Regions from separate parts of the Zea mays genome. Here regions 1 and 3 are each linked to region 2. Evidence: chromatin contacts called from public Hi-C data. All regions are on one chromosome and are shown on one strand. Each heading gives the region's core, a stretch centred on a gene start, on an enhancer-like site or on the middle of the called end of the contact. The rest is flanking DNA. Distances are from core to core; before and after follow the strand shown. Region 1 holds the start of LOC103640594 (CASP-like protein 1B1). Region 2 holds the start of LOC100281566 (RING finger protein 13). Region 3 holds the start of LOC100501766 (putative DEAD-box ATP-dependent RNA helicase family protein).

What was found. A called contact is a pair of places that touch in the nucleus more often than the background predicts.
Region 1: a Hi-C map of leaf shows a contact between it and region 2, with 2.5 times the contacts expected there. The contact joins the promoter of LOC103640594 here to the promoter of LOC100281566 in region 2. A contact is called at or near these places in 3 of 25 Hi-C or Micro-C datasets (bundle sheath, ear and leaf).
Region 3: a Hi-C map of leaf shows a contact between it and region 2, with 6 times the contacts expected there. The contact joins the promoter of LOC100501766 here to the promoter of LOC100281566 in region 2. A contact is called at or near these places in 8 of 25 Hi-C or Micro-C datasets (bundle sheath, ear, endosperm and 3 more) and 2 of 3 datasets of contacts at active chromatin or transcription factors (leaf and seedling).

What each region holds. Positions count from the first base shown.
Region 1 is chr1:176,966,278-176,969,758 of Zm-B73-REFERENCE-NAM-5.0, forward strand. It overlaps LOC103640594 (CASP-like protein 1B1), which reads right to left and starts at 1,930. Exons shown (of 3, transcript XM_008663799.2): 1 at 1,359-1,930; 2 at 1,056-1,161; 3 at 111-743. The coding sequence starts at 1,630. The coding sequence ends at 528. TRNAM-CAU (transfer RNA methionine (anticodon CAU)) reads left to right here and starts at 2,080; the gene lies at 2,080-2,167. It overlaps TRNAV-AAC (transfer RNA valine (anticodon AAC)), which reads right to left and starts at 294; the gene lies at 221-294.
Region 2 is chr1:177,280,582-177,284,448 of Zm-B73-REFERENCE-NAM-5.0, forward strand. LOC100281566 (RING finger protein 13) reads left to right here and starts at 1,445. Exons shown (of 5, transcript NM_001411824.1): 1 at 1,445-1,808; 2 at 3,298-3,430; 3 at 3,745-3,867.
Region 3 is chr1:177,007,294-177,011,072 of Zm-B73-REFERENCE-NAM-5.0, forward strand. It overlaps LOC100501766 (putative DEAD-box ATP-dependent RNA helicase family protein), which reads right to left and starts at 1,457. Exons shown (of 7, transcript NM_001196428.1): 1 at 1,289-1,457; 2 at 836-963; 3 at 327-735. The coding sequence starts at 942.

The sequences.
Region 1 (3,481 bases), core at 680-3,179, 310 kb before region 2:
TTGTTTGTTTCTGAAACCTTCTTGCGGTGCTATGATATCAGCGTCGCAATTCAGAGTACAACATACGCGTACGGCGTACACGATACACAAGATTAGAGCTAGCTACGACAAACATGCCAACTGTGATCAAGTGTTTCCAAAAAAAAGTACACGGAGATCAGGGGGGGAAAATCAGCCGACAGCGCAAAACAGGGAACAAAAAAATAATCAGACAAAAACATGGCGTCGCCCGGGTTCGAACCGGAGACCTTCAGTGTGTTAGACTGACGTGATAACCAACTACACCACGACACCTCTTGCTTCTGAACGGATAAGAAAATTGTTGTGTTTGACTTTATATTCAGATGCAGAGGTATGAGATGGTTTATTATGTTTTTTTTGTAAGAACCAAGAAACCCATTTCAAACTCACATGTTGAAGAAATGCAAATAATTCTACATCAAACGTGCACCGGCAGAACTCCAGTGTACAGAGCTGTCTGGGACGGCACCGGCAAGTCGGCACGTGCCACTCACTGCCCCGCGGAGCTAGCACCCGGCACCGGACGCGGCTGAGAGCAGGTTGAGCGCCAGCATGAGCGCGACGCCGACGAACGACGACGCCAGCGCGGCGCCGCCGCGGCGGCAGAAGGAGCCGAACCTGTCGCACATCGGGTTCCACCGCGCCCGCGCGTTGCCGTTCCTTCCTAGCTCGGCCATTGACGCCGCCGCCGCGGCGCCGGTCGCCAGCAGCGCCATGACCACCTGCGGACCAGAGCAACGACAAGGAGATGACGACGGTACGGTAGTGCCGTGTGTGTGTATCCGTATGAATCGACTGGTGATGGCTTGGCATCTGTCATCACTCATCAGGCGACCTACGGTGCAGGCCTATGCGCGCGACTCGCGAGCACTACAGCAGGCTACACCGCTACAGCAACAAAGGTTTCAGTCAGGCGACTAGCTTCTTTGGACAGTGGCAATGGCAAGTCATCTCTAGGAAGCAAGGATAATGCACACATGCACTGATAGATGCACGAAGCGCCTTGTTGAATTCAGAGAAAAAACAATCATCACCATGTCAAGCATGCGCACGACCAAGCTCGCCGTAGTCCTCCGCCGCCGGACGAGCAGCACCAGGAGGTTGTACGCGGCAGCGATGGCGTTGGCTATGACGAAGTACCTGCACACAGACCAGACGAACAAAGGCATGAGCTAGCAGCAGGGGCAGTAGTACGCGACCGACGAAACTAATAACTAGACGCCGACAATAGTTCGGCAGGACGAAGGAACATGCACGAGCACGGCGCGTCAAAGCCGCCGCCCGATCGAACAGTAGAAGCCTATATTACGTACACGAACGCCGGCGTGTCGCTGAACCTGGCGGTGAAGGTCTGCGTGAGCGGGCGGGTGCCGACGATGGCGACCACCGCGGTGTAGGACTGGGCGTCGAGCGCCATCACCGCGGCGGCGGCGGCCGCGGCCAGGGCCGCCGCCGCGCGCAGCAGCACCGGCTGCAGCGCCACGAGGCTGTCCCTGAGCGGCGGCCGCTTCTTACCGCTGCAGGCCGACGTCGTCGTCGTCGTAGTGGTCGTAGCAGCGGTCCGTGGAGCGGGCGGCGGCGGCTTCTTGTCGCCGCGCTCCAGGTCCATGGTGGCCAAGAAACGTAGAACGGACGAGCAGTCAGTTGCTGCTGCAGGACGCGTGTGGGATTCGACGAACCAACAACAGGAACGAATTATATGTCGAGAAAAAAGAAAGTGGCGGGTAGTCGGTTTCCGCAAGTTTGGGTGACTTGTGCGATCGATCGACGCTCGAGTGGAAGAGCGTTGGTTTGTTCATCCAGGTGATTAGTCAAAAGGGCTTCGGATAAGCCTGTGGTACGTCTGACGGTCCGAGAAGAAACGTATGTCTCTGGTGCTGTTTCTTGAGGTTTTTGCAAAGTGGTTTTGGCAGAGGAGTGGAATAGAGACTGAAAGTATTTAGCGCGCACAGGGCAAAGGGACATGATTGAGTGGTATTCATCGGCAGATGCACCTACCAAGGAAAATGGGTACTGGCAAACGTTAACTGAGGTTTAAGAGAACACAAAGACATCAACGGGGTGGTGGCGCAGTTGGCTAGCGCGTAGGTCTCATAGCTAACTTTGAGTGATCCTGAGGTCGAGAGTTCGAGCCTCTCTCACCCCAATGTTTTTGTTTTTTTTGGACAACGTATGCCAGCAACGTTTTCATGCAAAAGCGGCATGAAAACAGAGAAAAATACAGGTCGGACATGGACAGCGTGATCTTTAAAAATTTTTGTCCAAAAGAACGTGGACACAACTCGGCATTTATCAGTCTTAAACAGCAAATGGGGACAATTGCTCTCTAAATTCTCAACAACATACATACACACAGACAGAAAAAGGCACACACTGTATTCCAACTTTTCAAGAGCCATTTGCAATGTTTTTTTTTTGTCCTCTATTCACTGATACCAAGGGCTTGGGATTTGATCACACAGTGGAAGTCAGGCAGAGGCCATATTATATACTACAAAAGAATCAAGGGTAACAAGCTACATTTTTTCCTGAGCATCCACCACACCTGCACCTCCGTTTGTTTTCGCCCCGAGCGGCGTTCGCCACGGCGCGCTATGCCGCTACGCTCTTCAGTGAGGGATTCCTTCCTCCGAGCAGCAGCCAATCGTCGTCAAACAGCAGTCTGACACAGGGGCGGACTCACCACCCAGACACCTGGCCTGGGGGCTGGCTCGTCGGCTGCAATGGACGGCTGCAATGGACAAGAGCAGGTAAGTATTGTACGCAGAAGCAAACAGCACAGGGCGCAAGCACTGACGTGGAGGATCACAGCATAATAATCGTCTAGACTTGAAGTTGCATGACATTTTTTTAGTTTTTCCCCTGTTGTGTGAAACTCTTTAGAGATGTCAACTCATTAGCTTTTTTGAACAACGGCATTTGCAGTTGCTGGCAAATCCTAATTACTCTGACCATTTCTGGTTGTGCACTGAAATGTGTTTGTTTTTTAGTATATTTTTGTTGCTATAAATTCTTCATTCATTCTGTATTTTTGTTCGTGTGAGTCTATAGTGACTAAATTATGTATTTGTTCGTGTGAGTAAAGAGTGTCTGTTGTCCGCCGACTTGTAGGCGGTTTTCTCGAAATGCAATACCTGAGGCTGTCTTTCCATCGCCAGGTTTAGGTTTTAAATTTTTTGAACTAGTACTTCCTTATCATCCTGTTGCTTATTATGCTGTGGTCAATATAGTTTCGACTGTAGCATCGAAACACTCTGTTGGTGTTTTGTCACCAAAAAAATGTCAAGCTAAGCTATGTTCATTTTTCAAAACCCAACTCTGCGTATCTAAGATATGGGAAATGACTAAATGAGATGATAAACAAGTGGGCCACATAAGATTGCAGTTGGCCCTGGCTAAATAAGTGTTGCACAGATTGGAGATAGCTCGAGACGATAGAATGTTAACGTCTGCTGAATCT
Region 2 (3,867 bases), core at 195-2,694:
AGAACAAGTCCCCAACAATGCTTTTGGACTAAGTTTATACCGAGTATTTTATACTCACGGGTTAACGGATATGTGTGAGGGTGAAACGTTCTAATACTCGTTTACCCATTGGGTGAAGGGGTTTGTCTAATAAAAGACCTGTGGGTAGAACATTTAATTTATACATATCCTAATAGAGTAAATTTCTACCGGGTATCAGATCAAGGGTACTGATTGTCATATCTAATCTGTATGTGTTTCCTTCAGTACCTGCAAGCATTTGGAATTAATTTGATTAGATTAGATATAGAGGAGCTAAATTTTCCTCGAAGGCTCGAAGCAACCTCGCCTGGTGAGCTGGTGGCTGGTCGGCATACAGCCAGAGCCAGCGTTGCAAGAGTGGCAGGTAGTTATGGTTATTCAAAAGACTAATTTGCCCTCCCGACGCTAGTTGAGATCACCTGCCTTTTAACGCCTCCATAATCATATCCAATTAATATGTTACATATCAAATAATATTTTCCATTGAATCTAGCGTCGATTTTAATGGTGCGTTAAAGACGTGTTTGTCATGACTTCATAGCAAAATTTCAAGGAGAAGCTTATCAGAGTATACTACACACCCTAACTCCAGAGTTACTCCATAGAGTTTTTAAAGCTGCAATGCACATTTTTGAAGAATCTCTTTTGTTGCTTCAAAATCTCTAAATAACAAATTAGACATGGAGTTTGGAGTCATTGAAGTATCACTGGTTATAAGTAAGCAATCTAAACTCCAGAGCAGAGCTACTCCACCTAGAGTTTTAGAGTAGAGCTGCTCTGAATTGGAGCAAAGTCGTGCCAAAAAACGGCTTCGGTCTTAGTTTCAATTGTTTGATGAATTTAGTAGATGCTATAAGTATGAATGTAATTTGTTGGATGATTTTTTTTAAAAAAAGGTGAATTATACAACCACCACCGTATTCTATGCGTCATTTTAGCGGCCAAACATAGGCTCTCTTCCAAGCAAAGCAATCCCTCTTCCTCATCTGATTTGGTGCGTGGAGTGTGGTGGTTGGTTGGTCGGACGTAAAACCAGAGAGCCAGCGTTGCAAGAGTGGCATGTAGTTATGATTATGGCCCGATTAATTTGACTCGATATATTCGAAAAAATTCGGTTCAACCCAATCCCACTAATGCAACGGTGAATATAAGTTATAATTTTTAACCCGCAATAATTTACGAGCCGGATACTGACCATGATTTTTTACTAAAAGATCCGATTTAAAAAAACCCAACCTAAAACAAAAAGAAAATCTGACCCACACATCAAACAAAAAGGTACGAACCGATCCGATCCAATGAGCAGTGATAAATGACCCATGATCCGATCTTAACTCGATCCGAATCCGACCAGTCTCAAGGGTTGAAACATGTCTAGTTATGATTGGTCAAAAGACCAATTTGCCCTCCCTACTCTATCCAATTTGCCCTCCCGAGTCCTGACTCTATCCGTGTCTAGTGTCTTCCGTCTCGATCCCGCGGGTGGGACTCGCCGGCGACAAAAACGAAAAGCGACTTGCCCTCCGCGGCCTCCGGCCTTCCCACTCCACTCGCCCTCCTCTCCTAGCGTCGGTGAGCCGGTGCGCTGCAGTCCCCGCTCCCCTTCCGCGTCGCCGCGATGGAGGTCTTCCGGGAGCACGGGGACGACGGAGTGCCCTAGGATTCCATCACGCCGCCAAGCATCAGTCCCGCAGCCAGGGATTTCTTCTCCGACCCCGACCTTCATGTGAGTCGCGGCCTTCCTCCTCGAAGCGGATCCGGCGGATTGGAGGGGCCAACCATAGCAGGTGCTCCTCTCGCAACCAACTCAGGTGTGACCGTGTGAGTGTGACTGTGTGAGTGTGAGTGGAACTGGTCCAACCGTCGAAGGCCTCTGGTCTCCGGCAACGCACCAGTGGTGGCACTCCATGCCCAGCTGATGCGGCTGCTGGTCTGGGGAAAGTGGACGTACCTTTTCGGTTTTCGCCATGTAGCTTCTGTGAGTAGTGCCATATTCTGAATAATATGCAGAGCTAATTATGCACCCCTCCATATTATTGCACTGCAACAAAGCTGAACGAGAAGGGGAAAAACGTAGCTTGATTAGGAACTAGCTTCTTTTTATTGCCGTTTAGGATCTGGTAACTTGCAATACCTTGTAGTCTAACATTAGGCCATTAGCTATATTGGATTGTCTTAGTGATGATGCTGTGTGCGGGTCTGTTAAGGTAGGTCACCATGGAAAACTGAAACCAAACACCAGTAATGGTTCCTTTTTTACGTGGTCTATTTGCCACTCGAATCTCCAAGAATATCCCGATGTTTGGACTGGGAAAAAAAATCTCGTTATTAAGCAGCACTGCGCTAGGTGCGACACATAGGGAGGATAAAAGCTGGATAGTTTGGAGTTAGTATAAATAAGTGGCACATAGGGAGGGAGATTCAGATTTATGGACCCAAGCGCTTAGCTTTTGGTTCTAGCTGTGATTGAGAGGTTCTGCATCTCTGGAGCATCAGGTTCTAGATGCCTAGCTTTATGCAATGGCCACGCTTCCTTAGTCGAGTCTGAATCTCCTTCCCCCCGTCCACTTCTTCTTTACACCGACTCGAAACCTTCCAGCTTTATCTTCTGGGTTCGGACTGTCATTATCTAGCATTGTGTGCTGAAAGCCATGATTATTGTCGAGTTCTAACATTGGGAGACTGTTGCAGATTCGAAATTTTCTAGCTCAGCACCATAAAAGGGCAGACCCAGTGTCGGAGGATCTCACATGAGTGGATTCTGGGTAAGGGATAAACCAAGGGAAAGTCTTTCCCCCACAAATGCGGAGAGGCTGTTTTGAACCCGTGACCTGGTGAGTGGTGACCCAGTGAGACAACTGTTACCACTACACCAGGCAGCTCAGCACCATACCATGTCAATTTCTTATTTCGTCAATAGTTCAATTTCTTAGGGAAGGCCATCGAGTGGAGTTGTATTTACTGTGTTTCACTGTTACACACTTTTGGAAGATCGACTCTTGCCTTGCCAGTTGTGGAAATGAAAACATAATTTATGGGAATAGTTTTGTTCCTTCTACTAAATCAAAAATATTAATATCTCCAACTTCTACTCAAAATTCCTTCAGGAATGAACCTGATTTGTTGCTTTGTGACCCACAGGTACTTCTTGCGGGTGTAAGCATTTCGCTGCACTTGGAGACGCTTATTTGGAGTATTTGAAGTATGAGTTGGCTCTCTGTCCTGTCAGTTATGTGCCTGTGCTTCATAAAAAAGAGCTACATTTTCTTCTACTAGGGCTTTGGAGACTGCCCAGATGAAGAGTAGATTTCTTGTTCTCTGTGCCATTGTCTGCGTCATGGCTCAGATGGGAGATGCCAATGTCGTGCTATTGGGGAATAATCTGACCTTGTCCTTTGCTGATATTGAGGCAAGCTTTTGTGAGTCCTGCACTCCTTACAATCATTTAATTTTGTCTGATCAATTGCTAGCATTGGTGCCCACTTAATCTAAAACTTTTTGTTTGCATGGTTTGCTTATATGCTCAATTTAGGTGTTATGTTTGACCTTCTTCTTTCTTACACTGTAGATTAGCTGATTCATGGTGTGCCTTGGCTTTTTTATACCTTTTCTGACTTGCTTGTGTACACTTCATTTTTTTCTTACTCTCTTATTCCTTTTCACATTCATCAAGTATTTTATTTTCCTTAACGATTCAAACATGCCATTTCAATTGGATTACAGCTCCAGGAGTGAAAGGATCAGGAGTCAATGGCATAGTTTATGCTTCTGAACCTTTGAATGCCTGCAGCCCGTTAACAATCAAGGCAGTCAAGGGCCCGCCATCTCCCTTTGCATTAATTGTAA
Region 3 (3,779 bases), core at 207-2,706, 270 kb before region 2:
CTCTGACTAGTGTACTTAATGGTTGGGGAAATTTTTGAAAGGCAGCATGCACTCATAGTATTTTAGACCAGATTGTAACAAAATATTTTACTAGATCAACTTCATACATTCTCGAGCATAGTTCAGACAGATTTAGCAGATGAAAAAAAATTCAACATGAGCATAAATCAATCAAACATAGTTAAATTGGCCAATTTTGTCCCCAATTTAACAAAGCAATAAGATCATACAAAAATATGCAATATAAACAAGTCCATCGTAATTCAAGTTGAGAAGTCAAGCAATAAATGTGCATAAACAACAGTAACACTAGAAGTTGCACTCACAAGGTCAACTGTGACAGGATTGTTGAGGTACTTCTGTGTGAGCTTCCGTATCCATGTTGGCATTGTTGCAGAGAACATCAATGTCTGACGTTGCGGAGGCACCCTCTCCAAAATTGTCTCAACATCTAGATCAAACCCAACAGACAACATCTGGTCTGCTTCATCAAGAACAACAAAACGGATCTCTGCCAAACTAAGAGAACCTCTTTTTAGCAGATCAATCACACGTCCAGGTGTCCCAATGACCACATCAACGCCATAATTAAGTTTCCTTATTTGCTGCATAATTGGAGTCCCACCATATACACATAGTGTTTCCAAAGGGGAGGAATCAAGGAACTCCCTCTCAACCTGTTTTGCAAGTTCTCTTGTTGGCGCCAAAACAATAGCCAAGGGAAACTTACCAGGCCTGTGGATCAACAAAAATTAAATGCAAGATGAGAATGGACCAAAAAGAACAAATGGAAAATGCCTTATGTGTGTACACTGTTAAGAGGAACCAAGCTTACTTGTACTTCTCGTTGTGGCGGATAATTGCATCCATTATGGGGATTCCAAATGCCAAAGTTTTACCAGTCCCAGTTTTGGCACGGCCAACCATGTCCCTTCCTTGCATTGCTGGCTCAAGGACAGCTCTCTGTGTAGGTAAAGAAACAAAAGGCAAAGGTTACAATCAAATCAGTACCGATCTAAAAAGGAACATCTTTCACCTCATACATATGGGACCCAATTCTAGTATTTCATCGAATCCTCATGCCAAGGTAGTCATACAAACTGACTGGAACGTAGCTATTTGCCGCAATAAATAAACAGTCAAACTACGACCAATGTGAACTTTATAGTTTATAAACAAGCAACACTGCACTTTTCCCATGTTATTATGATTATATATGGGCAGCTTGATCTCTGGTAGCTTCAGACAGGATTGATGAAGGTAAAAAGATTCCAGCGCTTCTCGTTACCTGGATGGGGAACAGCTTGGTGATGCCCTTGCTGGCGAGCCTTTCGACGATCTTGGACGAGATCCCAAGCTTGGCAATCTCGAGCCCCTCCGCCGCTGCGCCGCCGCCGGCCGCCGCCCTCTTGTCCTCCTCGTAGAACGACCCGTTGTCCGCCGCGAACTCCGCGCGCGCGGCCGCCCCTGCGGCCCCCGTCTCCCGGAACCCCAGCCACGCGGGAGAAGAGTGGAACCATGCGGCCGCAGGGAGCGGGGCCCGCCGGGCCACCGCATCCAGCGCCGCCGGCTGCTGCTGGAGCAGCGCGGTCGCGAGCGCGGACACGGCGCGCCGCCGAAGGGGCGCCGCGCGGCGGAGGACGGCGTACATGGCTGTACCGCTTCCGCGTCGGCGGCGGCGGCGGCGCTGGGTTTAGGGTTTTGGGACGGGAGTGTGGGAAGGGGGGAGCACGAAGCGAGGCAACAAGAAGGGGGGATGAGTTAAATGGCGCAGGGGTCGGAGATATTTCTATGCTCGGCATGTGCGGAGTATCCTACTCTGGTCCCTGGGACACTTACACGTGGGGTCAAGAATCCACCTGGATATTGTGGCCATTATGTCAGTGATTAATGTGTGATAGCCAGTAAATCACCTGCGTGTGGGAATAGCAGAGACTAGCATGTGGGGAAGGGTGGAGTGGGGTCTGTCAGTCTGTGTGTCAGTTAGGTGCGGCCGGCATGTAGCGATTGCTGTGGGGAGAGGTATTGCTTTGCTTGGAGGAAAAGTAATGGCGGCTGCGTTACGGACGTACGGCGATGGGCATCGTAGATTTGTTTTTGGAAAGTGAGCAGCGATTGTGCGATAATGAGTCTCCACAGAAATTTCAGCCCGTTTGGGTTGGCCCTTTAAGCGTGTGTGAATGGACCCGAGAGATCTATTAGGCCATTTTCATGTCACCACAGAAATTGTGGGTTGGCCCTTTTGTGTGTGTGCATGGCCCCTGTGACCTATTGGGCTCTTTTCTATCAGCACAGGAATGGGACTGCTGCTCTCAACGTTTCGCACATGGACATGGTTGTCGTTCCTCGACGACTGAAGATCTCAACAGCATGTGCCTCAGATGCAACTTAAAGAACATGCATTTCCTCTCGCAAAATAAATGCATATCTCAATTTATAAAAATGTAAGTTTTTAAAAGTCTGACAAAAAATATAAAGGATAGTGATAACATCTATATCTACTAGGTATGTACCCGTGCGATGCTACGGAACATAAATTAACGAGCCTCTAACGCTCAGTGCCCTTTCAACGGACGGCATGATTACAATGGTGACGACAAAATCTGTGATTAAACATAGATACAGAACGATATAAATACGTAATATTATTATAAATACGTCAACCTAAATATATTGAACTGATGTCGAACAAACATTATAAATATGGAACTGATGATTAACAGTTGTTCGTACTCCCTTGGTCCCAAATTAAAATTCTGGTATACATGATTCTTTCAAGTGTTGAATATATATTCTTGGTATACATGATTCTCTCAGCCATGATTACAGTTACTTCCCCTTTTGCTTGGACTTCGAATAAGCATATAGCCTAGTGACCTCGGTGATAGCACTGCAGGTCTATACCAAGCAAAAATAACATGTCAACTATGGCCTACACATCCTCTTTTACATGCATGGAAATGATACGAGCAATGCGGGCTTCACGGGCCTTTTCTCAACATATATATATGCAAAAAAGAACTGCTTGTCATTATTGTCTGAAAACGTTGTCCTTCGACTTCAACGTCTCCTGATCGTACTGTCTGTCTAAGAAGAAGAAAAAACAAACCGTCTGATGTAAGTGGAACATCTTGTTTCTTATTATCTTCAAAGTAAGTGAACCACACACTTGTTACAGTATAAAACTTTGTTAACATTGAGTGGCTCACCTTGAGTAGTTAGATCTTGCATACTATGTATCAACGCGCTCACGAAGATGTACAATATGCAGGTCTACAATTTTACTAAATTCAGTCGGTTCTTCAGCACCTATTGCAAGATGAAGCTTTGGTCCTCATTTGTATGCCTCAAAACGGCTACTATGTTGACCATGAAATATGGTTAGAGCTTACCGACTATTGCAAGATGAAGCTTTGGTCCAACAAATTTTAGATCTTCATAAAAAGTACAACATGACATTTGAAATTATTAGTGTATTGACACAGCATGAAAGTTTCAAATAAAAACCGAATTCACTCTCCAAGGCATACCTTTTTTCATCATAGGTTAATGGATTTAACATTCCAAGGGTGCTAAAGACTACAAATCCTCAAACTCTTTCGGTAGAAGTTTAAACTCGTGTAACAAACACCTAATGCTCACGCGTATAGATTTGGTCGTTTCTTTAACCATAAGATGGGAAACGGGAACCTGATCCCATAGCGCCTAAATTCCCATTTCAAAATCCCCATATTCAGATACTAAAAGTAACCCACCAGACAAAGTAGTTTTATAGTCTT